Linked DNA regions of Sus scrofa: region 2 is linked to region 1. The links are chromatin contacts, called in public HiChIP or PLAC-seq maps. All regions are on one chromosome and are shown on one strand. The core of a region is the stretch at or near the end of the contact, and the rest is flanking DNA. Distances in the headings are between cores, read along the strand shown.

Evidence for each region. HiChIP or PLAC-seq counts read pairs in DNA pulled down with a chosen protein or histone mark.
Region 2: an H3K27ac HiChIP or PLAC-seq map of skeletal muscle shows a contact between it and region 1. The contact joins the promoter of KLHL23 here to the promoter of SSB in region 1. A contact is called at or near these places in 2 of 47 Hi-C or Micro-C datasets (brain and epiblast stem cells) and 1 of 2 datasets of contacts at active chromatin or transcription factors (skeletal muscle).

The regions. Positions count from the first base shown.
Region 1 is chr15:76,085,681-76,090,435 of Sscrofa11.1, forward strand. SSB (lupus La protein) reads left to right here and starts at 2,907. Exons shown (of 12, transcript XM_001924998.6): 1 at 2,907-3,056; 2 at 4,746-4,755.
Region 2 is chr15:76,026,394-76,031,209 of Sscrofa11.1, forward strand. It overlaps KLHL23 (kelch-like protein 23), which reads left to right and starts at 2,752. Exons shown (of 4, transcript XM_021076501.1): 1 at 2,752-2,951; 2 at 4,364-4,816. The coding sequence starts at 4,366.

The DNA.
Region 1 (4,755 bases), core at 1,657-4,156:
TCTCTAAAATGATTGTATTAAATCTACAACCAAAGGAGCTCCCACTGTGATACAATGGGATCAGTGGCATCTCTGCAGCGCTGGGGACCTAGGTTTGATCCTCAGCTGCACAGTTGCCACAGCTGAGGCTCAGCTCTGATGCCTGGTCTGGGAACTCCACAGGTTGTCCAAAAAAGAAAAAAAAAATCTACAGCCAGAGATAGTCTTTTAGTACATTATCCTACAAAGTTGTGTTATGAGAGAGATGGATATCTGCATGAGAGAGCATCTTCTTGGTGCTTCATCTGAAAAAAATGAAACTTCCTTTTTGTATGCAGCCAGGAATCCATGTGGTAGCTGCATGGAGTTGGCTGGTAGAAGAAAGAGAGAGGGAGAAAGGAGAAAAGAAGAAAGGGAGAGTAAAGGACTGGAGATCAGATGGAAACAATAAATGTTCTGCAGTAAGTGTTGTCCCTGGCAGACTATATCTGCAGTTCTACCAAGTGTGGGGCTATAAATGAGCAGTAACATTTGTCTGAGTGCCACCATCTCCAGGCAGAGTCTGGGTCTTTTTTTTATTCCCACTGCCAAGCTCCATACCAGGACATTAGTAGGCAGGTAGTAAATGGTTTGTCCAGTGGAATCGTGGTAGTACCCCGACATTTGTATTATTTGTTCTGTTAAATACCTATATTCTGACTGACTTGATCAAAAAGTGAATTAAGTTTTTATTTTGTCCTGGCACCAGGTAGGAGGTAGATAAATATTTGTTAAGTGGATAAAAGAGAACACCATTAATTTGGATTTAAACTAGCTGAGCATAACTCCATTAATGGCTTTCTCAGAGTTCCTGTCGTGGCTCAGTGGAAACAAATCCGACTAGGAACCATGAGGTTGCGAGTTCGATCCCTAGCCTTGCTCAGTGGATTAACGATCTGGTGTTGCCGTGAGCTGTGATGTAGGTTGCAGACGAGGCTCGGATCCTGCGTTGCTGTGGCTGTGGCCGTGGCCAGCAGCTGTAGCTCTGATTAGACCCCTAGCCTGGGAACCTCCATATGCTGTGAGTGTGGCCCTAAAAAGGACAAAAAAAAAAAAAAAAAAAAAAACAGAGACAGAGAGAAATAGTTTTCTCATTGGCTTGATACACTATCTGGACTGAATCTATTACTGCATTGTTTTACAAATAAAATCATTTGATCTGTTTTGGGACTGCCAAAAACCTTTGAGATCATTTAACAGGCTATTTCACCAATATCATTTCAAATTTTCAAGAAAACTTGGGGGAAAATAAAAGATTGCCTTACTACAAGAAAAAACTCCTTTAATGATCCAGTGTTGCCCTGAAAAAAAAAAGAAAGAAAGAAAAAACTCCTTTAAGTGACCATGATGATGATGATGCTGCTGCCACCATCGCTCAGGGCACGTGGAAGTTCTCCGGCCAGTGATCGAACTCACAAACTCATGCCACAGCTCTGCAATCACAACCTGGGATCCTTAACATGCTCCAGCCTGAGGGAACTCTTTTTTTTTTTTTTTTTTTTTGTGGCAGTCCCTGGGACATATGGAGTTCCCTGCCAGGGATCCAATCCAAGCTAGAATTGTGACCTACACAACAGTTGCAGCAACACAGGATCCTTAACCCACTGCCCTCCTGGGAGGGAACCGTCATCCCTGCGCATGGATGGAGGGAGAGGGGAGGAGGAGGAGGATGGCACATTCATCCTGTTGTGCCACAGAGGGAACTCCAACAAAAAGGAACATTTAAACTAAAATTATTGTGCAAAAAATGTACTAATAGGAAAAGTCTTTAGTAGAGGCAACAGATTTCCGAACTAGATAGCATTTTGGTCATCTAAAATGACTTTTTTTTTTTTTTTTTTTTTTTGTCTTTAGGGCCACACTCGCAGCATATGGAGGTTCCCAGGCTAGGGGTCGAATGGGAGCTGTAGCCACTGGCCTATGCCACAGCCACAGCAATGCCATATAGAAGCACATCTGTGACCTACACCACAGTTCTCCTCAACACTGCATCCTTAACTTCACTGAGCGAGGCCAGGATGGAATCTGCATCCTCATGGATACTAGTCAGAATCATTTCCACTGAGCCATGATGGGAACTACTAAAATGACAAGTTTTGTCCCCCCGCCCCCCCTTTTTAAGGCCACACCTGCTGCATATGGAAGTTCCCAGGCTAGGGGTCCAATCAGTCACAGCCACAGTAACGCTGGGTCAATCGGGTGTGCGACCTACACTCCAGCTTCGGGGAACACCAGATCCTCTAATCCACATCCTCATGGATACTTGTCGGGTTCTTAAACCATTGAGCCACAACGGGAACTCCTGTTTGTTTTAAATTAATATATGCTGCTTCTCTTACTATATGTCAGGCACAGTTCCTGGCAAGGTATATATGCTTTATCACATTTAATGCTCACAACTGTATGAGATACGTGATATTTATTATTTGCTCCATTTTACATGTGAGGGATAGAGAAGTTGAGTAAAGTGCCCAAGGTCACAGTCTGTAAACTGAAGAGCCTTTATTTGAATACAGGCAGTGTGATTTCAGAATTCCAGCTCTTGAACTCTCTATTGTTATCTCAACTCTAAAACTCCGTCTTTCCTTTTTTAAAAAATTTGTCTTTTTTTTTTTAAGGGAGAAAAATCACTGAAAATTTAAATAATTTTTAAAAGGATAGCTTCTAGGGGAAAAAAACAAACATTTTAGAAAACAGAGAGCCTAATGAAGGGCTGGAAATACAAATGCCATCCAGAAATACGTAAAAAGAAACATTTATCCTAACACCCTTCAATATCCGGCGGGACTTCCTAACCCAATCTCCTCGAACGGTGGGTGGGACTCCTGTGGCCTCGGGCCCGAGGCCCAGGCGCATGCTCAGAGCGCGGAACCGGCTCCGGCACGCCCGAAGCCCCGCCCACTCTGGCCGCAAGGGCTGCCGGGACGGCCCCCATCTTCTTTACGCGCGTCGGGCATTTGGCGGCGTTGGGAAGTCCGGACGTTGCTGTCGCTGTTAGTGACCCTGTGGCGCGGCTGTGTGGGACCGGGAACTTAAAGGTGAGCAACTCCCGGTAGCTAAGAGATGAAGGTACAAAAGGGTCTGCTTTGCGTGGCGCGCGACGGCGCGTTCCCTTTCCTTGCTGCCTCACGCTGGGTGCGTCCGCCCCTCGCCTTCCTCGCGTTCGGGGCGAGCGCCGCGTGGGCCGCAGCCGGAGGCGGCGCGCTGAGCTGGTGGCGGGGCGGCGGGGGGAGGTGCGCAGGCCATCGCGAGGTTCGTTCCTCGTAGGAGCAGGGGGAGGTTTCCCGCACTTGACTGGGGCCCAGGCGATCCAATGGTTGCTTTGGGACGCGGCGCTCGCGCGTTCTTTGGACGCGGGCTGCCCGCCTCCCCCACTGCATCTTTAAGGTTTCGTACCTCCACCGCTTTCCTGTGTCGCCGAAAGCAGATGTTCGACTGTGTAAGTTTGTGGGAAGGTTGGCGTGGGTTAAACGCCGACGGGTTTTTTGGATCATGTGATACAGACTGGAGGCCGAGGAATAGGGGCCGCAGGCGTTCCCCTGGCGTCCCTCTTGGATTTTTATGGTTCTCATTGACTCACAAAAAGGCTTCGGGGGGAAATTGGAAAGTGTGGGTAAATGTTACACTTTTAGTTGTACATTCTGGGAAGGTATCTCATGAAACGAAGTTCCAAAATTGGGTAGGCCCAAGAAGTCTTACGAGGACTAAATAGTTCTTTTATCTCACCCTTTTCTTTGTAGGGGGCCCTACATCACGGTAATAGCTTAGAAATTGTGGTCGACAAACCAGTTCATAAGATTGATCATATTTTGTAAAGAAATGTTGCACCGTATGAGATTTTCCATTGTGCATCCAGGTTGTTGCATAGCAATTATAGTATATAAAATGATGCTTCCAAGAAGTGTACCAGTCACAGTTCATCGTTAGAGTTGATCAATGGCAGATATCCTTGATGAATCCTTATAAATACACTATTGAACATTGTATTTCGATGGTTTGGTAGAGCACTAGAAGCAAGTAATTTGAAGTCAGAAGACTTTGTTATTCCTAGCAAACCAACTTCACAGTTGGTATTGTCCGGGATTTTTTTTTTCCTGCAGTGTTATTGTCGGGGATGTGAAACAGGAAACTGGCTGTAAGATTAACCAATATATTAGAAAATTAATAGGCATACTCCTAGTTTAATGTTGTATTAGTGTCCCCAGGCTCTCAAATCACCATTTAATCTAATCGTGACTGTGATGTTTGAATTCTTTTTATCTTAAAGTTTTGATGTATAATCTTGTTCATAAGTTTTTGGTAAGTCAGCTGTGACTAATTTCAAAAGAAATTCGACCCACACCAAACTAGGCTGAGATCCATGGTAATATACTGACAGATGGTGATCTGTTTAAATCTAGTAATGGTTGGTAAGTGGTTGAATGGAGTTTTTCCCCCCCAAAGCTTTCTAGATCATCTAAATGAGGATTAACCACTCACTGTGTTGTAGGAAGAAGCTGGAACAGTGATTTACTGAAAAGGGTGTAGATTATCCATAGCTTTTCCGTTTTCCATCAAAGTTTCTTTGGTTGGAATTTGAGGATTGAGTAGAAAAATTGAACCTTTGAAATGAAAAAATAGTGATTTTTAGGAAAATGTTGGGATACTAATAATTTTAAAACTTAAAAAATGGTCTTGAGTTTTATGTGAAAAATAACCTCCTTATGCCAATATGGGAAATTTTACAGATCCGCCACA
Region 2 (4,816 bases), core at 1,502-4,001, 59 kb before region 1:
AGTACAGCTCTTGTGGTGCTCAAGTGCAATGAGCTGGAATTGTGCAGTGTACAACTTACACAGCTGTGTGTGTTGGCCTTATAAATTACACCTATTATTTTTTTAGATAGCATGAACTTGTTTTATCCAGTATGTTAAATGATGTATACAAAGTTTTTCTTATATTCTGGGACATTTACTATGCACATTGACAATGATATTACAATTAGCATATCAGACATTTAATGGCATAGCAATAATTGGTGGAGAGATGTACAATAAGGCAAATAAATAAATTTGTTATTTTTAGAAGCCAAGTGTCTTGAAAAGTACAGTGTGATGTCAAAAGGCCTCCAGCTCCATGCCAAGCTCAGTATCTGCCATGAGTCGTTTATGTCTTATCTCCATGGTGGCTCTTTATTTCCCTGAGACTTCGATTCACAGATGACACATTTGTTTTCTTGAACAGTGTCATTAATTTATTTAACTTATGAATGCTAATGATTCTTAGGGCATCAAATCTATTAGCATTTGCAATGGTCTCTTTGATAAAGCACATGGTAAAGAGGAACTACTTCTGCAGATACTCTTTAGCACTTGATCTTCTCTTGGCAGGTTGAAGCAGTCTGATATATATTGATATGCACTTTTTGGGGTCTTTTTTGAGATGTAATCAACATATAGCTTTTAAGTAATAATTCACAATCAGGGAACTTCAGACAATGGAAGCAAAAGTTGTAATTGGTCTATGCAGCAATCTGAAATAACTGCACAAATGTCAATATAGTGAATTCTGTTCTAGAGTCACTCATTACATGCCATTATGATTTTAGAAGCCCCTTTTCTGAGTTAGGCAGAACCTGTAATATTTACTATACATCAGAATCAGCATCATAGCTACAAACAGCCGTCTCCACACTTCAGTGACAACCCCGGAAAGAATGCCCATCTTTTTTTTTTTTCGGGCTGCACCCGCAGCGTATGGATGTTCCCAGGCTAGGGGTCTAATTGGAGCTGTAGCTGCCGGCCTACACCAGAGCCATAGCAACACCAGATCTGAGCTGTGTCTGCAACCTACACCACAGCTCATGGCAACGCCAGACCCTCAACCCACTGAGCAAGGCCAGGGATTGTTCCTAGTTGGATTCATTTCTGCTGCACCACAATGGGAACTCCCCGAATGCTCATCTTTAATCAGTCATAGTTGTGTCCTTGAATGATAACACCACCAACAAAATCACTATCAGTTATGAAGGACAAACTGTAGTTACAGTTAACTACAAAGTTTATAATTTTTGAAGAAATATTAATAAACTAATTTCAAAATTGTGGTTGTGATGGAGAATTAAGTGTAAATATCCTTTCATTATAGTAGTTAACATTTCTATACCACATTGAGTGCTTTCACTTTCATAATTTTGTTTTATCTTTCAAAAACCTTATGTTAGGTTGAGAAAGTACTGATATTTTTTATGTTTTACAGGTCAGAAAACTAAGGATCAGAGAAGTTTAGTTAAGCTACATAACAGATAAGTGGCAGAGATGAATCTTAAGCCCAAAACAAAATCTCATATTTTTCTTCTCTACTAAACTGTTTTTCAGATGTTGAGATAGTAAACCTTTCATTTTTCTGCCATTTTGGGGTTCAACATGTATTCTCCTAATTGTCAAAGGAATCACCTGATCCCTTTGATTAGAATGCAGATTCCTAGGTCTCTACCTCAGGTAGTGGGAGGTTGTGGCATTTGTGGGGTAATGCATACCAGCATCCCACATAATTCAATTGAGATGGTCTGACATGTGGAATTTAAACAAAAAAAAAATCACTGAAATGAGAACAGAGGCCATTTATTCAGATATTGCTATAGCAAGAGAATCAGCCACTGTCATTTGAGTTTGATTGAGGCTCAAAGGCAGGTAAGGGAGTAGGAAAGCTTTATAAATGTGGGGGAAAAAAGGATGGGAGTTCCCTGGTGGTTAAGGATCCAGCATTGTCACTGCTGTGGTTCTGGTTACTGCTGTGGCTTGGTTTCCATCCCTGGCCCAGGAATTTCTGCATGCCACAAAAAAAGGTGCATGGCCAAAAAAAAGTTATGCTTTGATTGTAGGTTGTTGGCCTGGGAATGTTGGGGGATGGCTACTAGAATCAGGGAGTTTTATGTGATCGGTTTGGGGAGCATACTTGGCTTTCTCTGGTTGGTCCTAAATTGGAAGTAGGGGTAAAAATAGGGAGGTTGGCAGTCTTTGACCACCTCCTGACTGTTCTGGTCTAATTGCTGCAGAGATTGTGATTTGGCTTCCTGGGCTTCTTGTGTGATTGAGAGTTCTGTTGTCATAGCTATACAGTCTAACAATCCTCTGTTTGTATATTGTTTGTCAGACCATATTCTGAGCACACTGGACCTATGGTGGTTCTTCCCGGTCTCCTTCCTCCCTCTAGCTGGCTAGACTGTGAACTCCATGAGAGTTATGGTCTTTCACCACACTATTACCAGTGCCTATCCCTAGCGGGCACTCAATAAAATTTTGCAAATGAATGAATGACAGATGAAAATATTTGATATTGGCTTTTGTTGGGACAAGAAAATGAACTTTCTGGTGTAGCATATGGACGTCTTTAAGTGGTTAGACTGGCTGTCACCAGGAAGGAAGACTGGAGAATGTTCCTTCCAGCTACTCTGCTCTAAATACTGTAACCTGAGTCTTTGGCCCTGGTTGCTCCCAGTTTTTCTCAAAGCTGCAGGTTAACCCACAGTTAACTCCCTTCAGAGTGCTCTGCTGGGGGCGGGATGGAGTTCGTGGGAAGGCGGCAGCTGCTTCTGGCAGTTTGAAGGCAGCCTCAACCCGAGACCTTTAGGTTTGCTGCATTCTCTCCACCTCACCCCACCCCACCCCGCAATTCCTCCCCCAGCATTAGGGCCTGGGCTAGGGAGAGCTACTGAAGGAGTGAAAAGGGAGACCCCTCCCAGCCTGTAAGTCTTAATTTAGAACTTACAAAGTTTACAGAGAAAACGCTGGTGTGTGTGTGTGTGTGTGTGTGTGTGTGTGTGTGTGTGTGTGTTTGTGGCGGGGCGGTGGGGGGCGGACAAGTCCAAGGGGAAAGCTAGCTGTGCGGGCGGTCTCCTGGGGGAAGCCATCCCACCTGATGCAGGGGGTACCCAACGGAGAGGGGCCGCAGCCACGCGCCTGCCTCTGCCCACAGCGCGGCTCCGCCACCCGAGAGTTCCCGCGAGTGGCCCCCGCGCCCCAGCCACGCGGGGGGCTGTTCGGTTGGAGGCGGGGAGCAGCCGGGGCACCAAAATAGGAGCCGCTTGTGGGCTGGAGCTGCACTAGCAGGCAGCCTCCGCCGCGCCTCTTCCAAAGATGGTCAGAGGGTCCGGAGGCACCTCCGCCCCCGCTCGCCCCTAGCCCGCGGGCCCGCACTGCGTCCCGTCCCGGAGCCGTCGCCGGAGGTAGGTGCGGGGCGCACCCGCTGCCCGAGGCCAGCGGGCGGGAAGCGAGCGGAGCCGGGCGCTGGGGAGCGAGGCCGCGCCGCCTCCAGAGCCCGCCCGCGGCAGAGACGCGGAGACAATGGCCGCGCGGGCGGCGGGCAGGGCCGAGCGCAGGGCGACCGACGACCTCCGTACCTCACCTGTGCTGCGTCCCGGGACAGAGGGACGCGGGCACCTGGCCCGGCGGGCGGTGTGCGGTGCCCTCGAGGCGAGTCCCTGCGCGAGGCCCCTCGCGGGGGTGACGGTCTCCCCGCCGGGAACGCGGGCCCTGGGGCCCAGACACGCGGCTCGCGGAAACCCCTGCAGCGGCCGGAGGAGGGGGTGCGGGGATGAAGGGGCCGCCGTCCGGCTGCTTTTCTTTCTGACCTTCTCTGAGCAAAGACGCACAGGGTTTCCCTTTACCGAGATTTCTTCTAGTTTAATGTTTCGATCTTCCCTTTCCTGGCATCTCAATGAGACTTGAAAGGGAGACGGAGCTAGGGAAAAAGGTTGAACTGGGGCCGACCCAAGACGGCCAAGGTCCAGCCTCGAGTGGGGTGACCCCTCGTACACTTGGTTTGCTAAGTGTGGGATCTCTCTAGGACGGACAGCTTGAGGTAGATTGCGGAGATTGGGTGAATGGGGTAGCAAATCAGTATTTCTTCTCCAAAGGACTGCTGAACAGTCCTGGGGCCTCATTTCAGACTCTAAGCTACCCTGAATTTATATTGACCATCATATAAATTATGAAATAGTCTATCCACAATTTTGCATCATAACTTGAGTGCTGAACTTCATCTAGTTTTGCATATTCAGTGCTTTTCAACCGTTATAATATCAGGAATATTTTGCATTGATTATCTGAGGTAATATGCAAAATTGAAAACACGTTTATTGTTTCATGTTTATTGCAGCCATGGCTCTAAAAGGACAAGAAGATTATATTTACCTTTTCAAGGATTCAGCGCATCCGGTGGATTTTCTGGATGCGTTCAGAACATTTTACTTGGATGGATTATTTACTGATATTACCCTCCAGTGTCCTTCAGGCATAATCTTCCATTGTCACCGAGCTGTTTTAGCTGCTTGCAGCAATTATTTTAAGGCAATGTTCACAGCTGACATGAAAGAAAAATTTAAAAATAAAATAAAAATCTCTGGCATCCACCATGATATATTGGAAGGCCTTGTAAATTATGCGTACACTTCCCAAATTGAAATAACTAAAAGAAATGTTCAAAGCCTGCTTGAAGCAGCAGATCTGCTACAGTTTCTTTCAGTAAAGAAAGCATGTGAGCAGTTTTTGGTAAGGCACTTGGATATTGATAATTGTATTGGAATGCACTCCTTTGCAGAATTTCACATGT